2 separate regions of the Cricetulus griseus genome follow, and region 1 is linked to region 2. Evidence: chromatin contacts called from public Hi-C data. All regions are on one chromosome and are shown on one strand. Each heading gives the region's core, a stretch centred on a gene start, on an enhancer-like site or on the middle of the called end of the contact. The rest is flanking DNA. Distances are from core to core; before and after follow the strand shown. Region 1 holds the start of Smim32 (small integral membrane protein 32). Region 2 holds the start of Lect2 (leukocyte cell-derived chemotaxin-2).

What was found. A called contact is a pair of places that touch in the nucleus more often than the background predicts.
Region 1: a contact with region 2 is called in a Hi-C map of liver, with 2.0 times the contacts expected there. The contact joins the promoter of Smim32 here to the promoter of Lect2 in region 2. A contact is called at or near these places in 2 of 8 Hi-C or Micro-C datasets (fibroblasts and liver).

What each region holds. Positions count from the first base shown.
Region 1 is chr3:275,770,964-275,774,526 of CriGri-PICRH-1.0, reverse strand. Smim32 (small integral membrane protein 32) reads left to right here and starts at 2,218. Exons shown (of 1, transcript XM_035443048.1): 1 at 2,218-2,529. The coding sequence starts at 2,218. The coding sequence ends at 2,529.
Region 2 is chr3:275,565,781-275,568,878 of CriGri-PICRH-1.0, reverse strand. It overlaps Lect2 (leukocyte cell-derived chemotaxin-2), which reads left to right and starts at 1,253. Exons shown (of 4, transcript XM_027409741.2): 1 at 1,253-1,298; 2 at 2,858-2,954. The coding sequence starts at 1,253.

The DNA of each region.
Region 1 (3,563 bases), core at 969-3,468, 200 kb before region 2:
ACTCAGAACGAAACCTCCCTCCAGCCCCAATGCTGGACACCAGGTGGATGAGGTGTCTATGAGGCCGGTTCTGGCTTGGCATCCCTGTGGGATCCCATTTCCCCTGCAAGTGCAGTAAGAAATGGGTCAGGCTACAGAGAAAGGCCTCCTGCCTCTGCTACTGTGGCTCTGTGCCAGTGATAGTGTCCTGTGCTGACAAAGATAAATTCTGGCACCTCCCAGGGCCAGCTTTGCCATCTGAAAAGTGAGCTGATGGTCTAAACAGTAGCCAAATGTGGAGGCCCAGGGGCCTGTGTCCTTTAAGCACACAGGCTGCTCGCCAGGTCTAAGGCTGATAAGGGTGACAACTGAGTGGGTGTGGACAGTGCTGAGTCCCTATCGTGTCCTCCCTCCTAGTCCAGGGAGGCCCCCCAGGGTCCGCTACGTGGGACTGGAGCACTTTAGCCCATTGTTCCACTCAACACTTGGGGCCACCATGTCAACTCAGACAGGCTGAAGAGGCAGTTGAGGAAGGGACTCATGAGGATGACCTCTGGCCTGCCATGCTTTGGCTGTTCTTCCAACACTGCCTGTGGCCAAGCCCAGTGTGCAGAGGGAGAGTGGAAAAACTAGCAAGCTCCTCTTCCCATTGGCTTATTCAGCTGACAGCCCAGGTTTTCCTGAGGTATTTGCTTCTTCATGTGGGGAGGAAAAAGGAGCAGAGAGACACGGACATGAATGTGCGATTGTGGAAAGATCTCCCACTGTTGGTGAGGTAACAGAGCTGGCCCTAGGGTGAGGAGTGACAGAGACTTCTCCAGTGTGAAACTCAAGGAAGCCCCTGCCCTTGCACACGCTGAGGTCCTGTGCCTCTCACCCGAAGCGCCTGGCTCTGGCCTTGCTGCCCAGTAAGGCAGTAACGTCAAAGGCGGCCCATGTCTATTGAATGTCTGCCTGTTGAGTGTGGCGGCTGAGTGTTTGGCTCATGCATGAAGCAAGGACTTGCCACCACTGACAGCCCACTTCCGGTATGGCCACAGAGCCTTTTCCAGTCAATTCCCCAGTGGAGGGTCCCTCTTGGGATTCCTACATGACTCTAGCTTGTGTCAAATTGACAAAACTAATCACCTCACCCATTAAATGAGTGTTCTGTCCAGTAGCCTGTAGCTGGTCATAAATCAGTTGTGTGCCCCCCCCCAAAAAAAAAGGTAGATGGGGACTGAGCCCAGGCTCCCTTGCACTACAACCTTGTCAAGTGACATCCTTCCTGGGTTCCGGATCCATTTTGGGTAGGCAGAGCTGCCACAACACTATGACAGGTTGCAGCGTGGGACATGAACCCTGAAAGCTATGTCCTTTAGTCAAAGTGTAGTTAGAGACATGGACAGCAGCTACCAGAAACCACTCAGCCAGGAGAGGCCACTCACGGTGCAATATCCCGGGTTCAAATCCCAGCTTCTTCAATCCCAGGTGTGAGGCTTTGTAGACAGGGGAGAAGCAACCGGGAAGAGGGATTAAACCCCCGCTCCCCTGCTGGCCTTCTCTGCTCCTCCGCCCCCCTCCCCTCCCCTCCTCAGTGCCCTCCTTGGTGAGTGACAGAGGCAGCAGTCACAATGCTGCCCGCATTCTTTCTGATCCTCATCCATTGGTTAGCAGCCTTTCTCAGGGCAGTGCAGCAAATCCTGTCACCTCCCTGCCTCCCGCCCAGGACACACAGCGCTAGGAGCTCAGTCTCCAGCTCCAGCAGGAGCGAAGCGGTGTTAGGACAGGCTCCTGCACACCGGGTGCTGGACAAAGGACCCGAGGCTCTGGGACCCGGGAAGCGGAGGATCCTCGATACCCCAAGCCCAGCGCAGAGCCCCACAGAGTTGCTGCCGCGTTCACCGGCTCCCTTCGCAGCCGCTGCAGCCCAGCAGTGCTCCGGAGCTCACCGGAGCTGGAGAGGGACAGAAAAGCCGCCAGATGGGCCAGGGGCTCAGGACTCTGTCCTGGTAGCAACAACTAGAAGCGGAACGGCTGAGGTGCCTGGGTCCCCGCGGCTAAACATCTGGACAACACCCCCCCCCCGCCCGCCCGCGCGCCCCGGCCGTGGTCTTAGTGACCTCGCTGCCCGAGGGGCACCAATTCCTCCTCAGGTGCACGCAGCAGGGCAGGAGGGGAGCATCATGGAGGCTCTGAGCACCGCTGGTCTGCAGCAGAAGTGAGGTGGTCCTGCCGGGTCGGCGGGACCCGCGGATCATGTACGGCGACGTGTTCAATGCCACCAGCGGCCCGGAGGCAGCGGGAAGCGGCGCGCTGGCCCCCGGAGCCACTGTTAAGGCGGAGGGTGCTTTGCCCCTGGAACTGGCCACCGCGCGTGGCGTTCGGGACAGCTCGGCCACCAAGCCTGACCTGCCCACCTACCTGCTGCTCTTCTTCCTCCTGCTGCTGTCCGTGGCTCTCGTCGTCCTTTTCATCGGCTGCCAGCTGCGCCACTCGGCCTTTGCTGCGCTGCCCCACGACCGCTCACTGCGCGATGCCCGTGCGCCCTGGAAGACGCGGCCGGTATAGAGCAGACGGAATCAGGGCCGCGGGGCGATTGGTCTTGGCCTCGCAGAGCAGAGCAGGGTGGGCTCCGGAGTCACTGGCCCTTGGAACACTTCGCCTAGACCTAAAGACCCTTTCGGACCTGAAGAATAAGAGATGGCGGGAGAGCCATTGAGGTTGCGTGGGGACCTGGTCCAGGTACCTGAAAAGTACTCCCCAGGCGAGTCCCCCATCTGCCACCTACAGCGGATACTGCCAGGAAGCCATCCAGAAAGAGGAGTACCCACCGGGGCGCAGGAGCCTGGCCCGCCTGGTGAGTTCCTGATTTTGCTCGCAGCAGGCACTGCGAGCTCGGGACTAACCAGGAGCTGCCTGTCCCTGACTGGACTCCCTGCTACCACAGCTCTTGCTCTTTGACCCCGGTGATCCGATAGAGAAATGATGCAACGTTTCACTGTGTCTGGCTGGGGTCAAGTACCTAGTTTCCTTTAAGAACAGGGGCCAAGGAGGCCACTGGAGGGGCAGATGGTCACAGCCACTGGGTGCTGCAACGGAGAGTCTGCACCTCCAGCCTCCACGGACCACATTTCTACAATAAAAACTCACCAAATTAAACCCGCACTGAGAACACTGGTCACTGGTCACACCATTTTTGGAAATGGAATGCGAGCAGGTTCACACCCAGCAGGCATAGGCCTGCCAGGGTCAGGGCTGAGTTGAGTATACCAGCTCCTCTCTGGTTTCCTCCAGCATTTTACTTGCTCTAGAAAGTGTTTTGTTTTTGTTTTTTGGCAGACTCCAGGGATAACTGGATAAATTCCTGCTACCGGGACCCTATGGAGACCCTCTCTGCGAGGCAGGTCCTTCTTTCACACCTTGGCTCTCAGAGCTGTCTTGGACCTGGAGCTCCTGAACCAGGGCCAGGGCTTGGTGAAGGTAGGTTCTGAAGGGGAAGACAGAGCATCCTCCCAAGCAGAGAGAAGCCAGCCACGAGAACCCCCCAGGAAGAGACGCATGGGGATGAGGACAAAGAACTGGAGAGTGAGGAGATAGGGTCA
Region 2 (3,098 bases), core at 4-2,503:
GTTTCTGGGGTTTGTTGTAGCCCGTGAAGAGCTGTGTGAACTGACATGCAGCCTTACCTGTACAGTTCTGTTATTGCTGCAGCCTGTGAAGAGTTTTCCTTCTGTCCTTGGGTCAGCGGGTTAGCCTGGGAATGCGGCCCTCTTGGCGTTGGCAGAGCACAGGAATGTTAGTATAAGACAATGGCTCCACAGGCCATGCTATCACCTCTGACTCACTTGGTCAATGCCATATAGCTGAGCCAAAATCCAGGGCTGGGGAATTCACTTCAGACCAGGAAGAGAAGCCACAGGGTGTGTGGTGCTGCAGAGGGTGAAGTGTTAAAAGACCATTTTCCAGAGCTTCTGACTAGGTATGCGAAGGAGAACTCTTCACAGAAAAGTCCATGTCCTTGTCTAATAAGGATATCAAGGAGCTGGTGGTTTGTATATGAAAATCTCAATTCAGAAAATGTAAGTACAAAAAAAAATGAAGCCCAGTCTGTGCTCCATGCTTTTGCATCCTTATTAGAAGGCAGCATTCATGAAGAGTAGCACGTTTGTTTAGGGAATTTAATGAAATGACATACTATACTACACTATACAATACATAATTCTAGAAGTGCTTTTTATTCAATACTATATTTAGAATCTAACTATACACACACACACACACACACACACACACACACACACACACACATATATATATATATATCTGTCTTCATTTAAGCTTTTGGTATTAATTTCCACTATCATAAACATTTAAAATCACATGCTCAAAAGAAATAAACATAATTTTATCAAAATGTTAAAATTATCTAAAATTTTATATAGATGAGATCTAACTGAAGTGACAAAAAAAAACCCATTATTTCTAGTCAATTCTCTACTAAAGCAAGCATTATCCATGGAAAGGTCTCCGTCAGACAGTACTAACTAAGCCCCATCCACACATACATGCTCCCTCTAGCCCCAATCAAAGGACACCAGTCTGCATCCAGTGTTGTCATTCCTGTTAATATGTAGTCAGGATTCCCAACAACACTGGCTGTCTCCCCAGATCAAAGGCTTGTACAGAGGCCTCTGAGCAACCAGACAGCTCTCCATGGCACGTTACAGTTTAACTTGCCTCATTTTGTTTTCTGCGTCTCACATTAAATCTAGGAGAAACACAGGATTCTAAAGCTAGCTTACTGGAGAATATTAACTCAGACTTGAATAGTGTGTGTACGGAGCAATTCTAGTCAGAGGAAGAGGCAGGAAGCAAATCCAGATGTTTTCCACAACAGTCTTCATTTCAGCAACTTTGATTTCCACTGGTAAGTTGAATGCCAGAATCCTGATTAATTAAAAAATTATACCTGATTTACCCCGATCTTAGGGGTAGACTTAAAGTCAATGATAACAAGATTGCAACATAAAACTTGATATGAATAACATAAAGTTTCGGTAGGTGAGAAAACGTGCATCGGGCAGGGCAGTGGGAAATTCTTCACCATCTCTTCCTGATGTCTGAGTCTTCAGTGAGGGAAATGCAAACAAATGTTGGTGTAAGAAGACTCTCAGACAAGCCTTCCCCATTCCTGGCCTGCAATTAATTTATTTGGTTTTTGAGACAGTATTTCTCTGTGTAGCCTAGCTGTCCTGGAACTCACTCTGCCTCCCAAGTGCTGGGATTAAAGGTGTTTGCTGACCTGGCCTGGAATTTAATCAGTTAACACCACTGCCCCCCACCCCACCCCCAAAAAACCATAGAAGATAAAATCTCAGGTAAGAGGTGAATGAATTGGATGTGGGAAATTCTGATACAAGCCTGGATTGGGATGAAGAGAAAGTCCACTTGATGCTCACAGTAGGTGAGAAAAACAGATTACTAATAAACGGTCCACTAGATGCCTCAGTTGTCCAGGATGAAGGCTGGCTCCAGAGCCATGCTGTTAGAGCTTGCTCAAGGATTTATTCGAAGCTTGGATCTATGGTAGAAGGCTTTTGAGACTCATAGTTTAAGTTACATAAAGGATAAGATGAATGGCCATATTCGGTAGCTTTTCTTCACAGCATTCATATTAGTGAAGAGTAAAATATCTTGAAATGAAACCAACCATCAAATTAGCAGGCTCCTATTTTCACTTCAAAATGAGAGGCTAAAATTGCTAACGGTACCTCTGTGAATATTAACATTGAGAATCAGGGAATTCAATTCAATTGATACTACTTATAATATTAAAGGGGTAAGTTGCACTTAAAGTTTGCATAAAATATGCTGGAGAGACAGGTGTCTCTCAACATATTTACTCTTATAGCCTTCATATAATCATCTCCATTCCCTTCCCAGCCTCCTTTTGACCTTACTTTAGGCTACCTGTGGTTGATCACTTTAGACTACTTCTCAAATCCCCACTTTTATGCAGATAGGAGATTTAGTTCATGCCCCATAAAGCTGGCAAGCCTAGAGTATGCTTCGCCTGTGAGTCAAACATTTGCTTGGATGCCATTCTTAGATCTGATTATAAAGCAACATTTCAAAGTTATTGTGCAGTTCCTAAAGTTTGTTTTTAAGCTATGCTGTTTACTTTTCCTTAACCATAGTGTTTCCCAGGACTGCTAACAAGCAAAGAAAAACTGAAAAGCACAATTTATGCCATGAATGATTTGGCATAGTGAGACGAGGGGGTAGTGCTTATAAATAAGTATTTTATATGCCACAGAAGGGAATTATATAGCAAGGAGGTTAAGTTTTACATCTGAATCAGCTGTCCTGAGGAAAAATTTACCTATAAACTCCCAAAAGGAGGGGCAATAGACCCTACATCCTGGGGAGATGGACAAGGGAGACTCGGGCTGGAGATGCCATGGCTCTCACATATCTCCTCTGCAGCTCTGGCAGGACCATGGGCTAACATATGTGCCAGCAAATCTTCCAATGAGATCCGGACATGTGACAGCTATGGCTGCGGACAGTACTCTGCTCAAAGGTATGAGGGGTCACAAACAGCTGCACCCTGTTTGTGCAAACAGTTGGTTCCTCTCCTCTCTTCGTATTGTCTTTGTCCTATGTTTCCTAGAGGGCTCACAATGACCTGCCTCTGACAGACTGGAACCCAGGGATACGTGCAAGT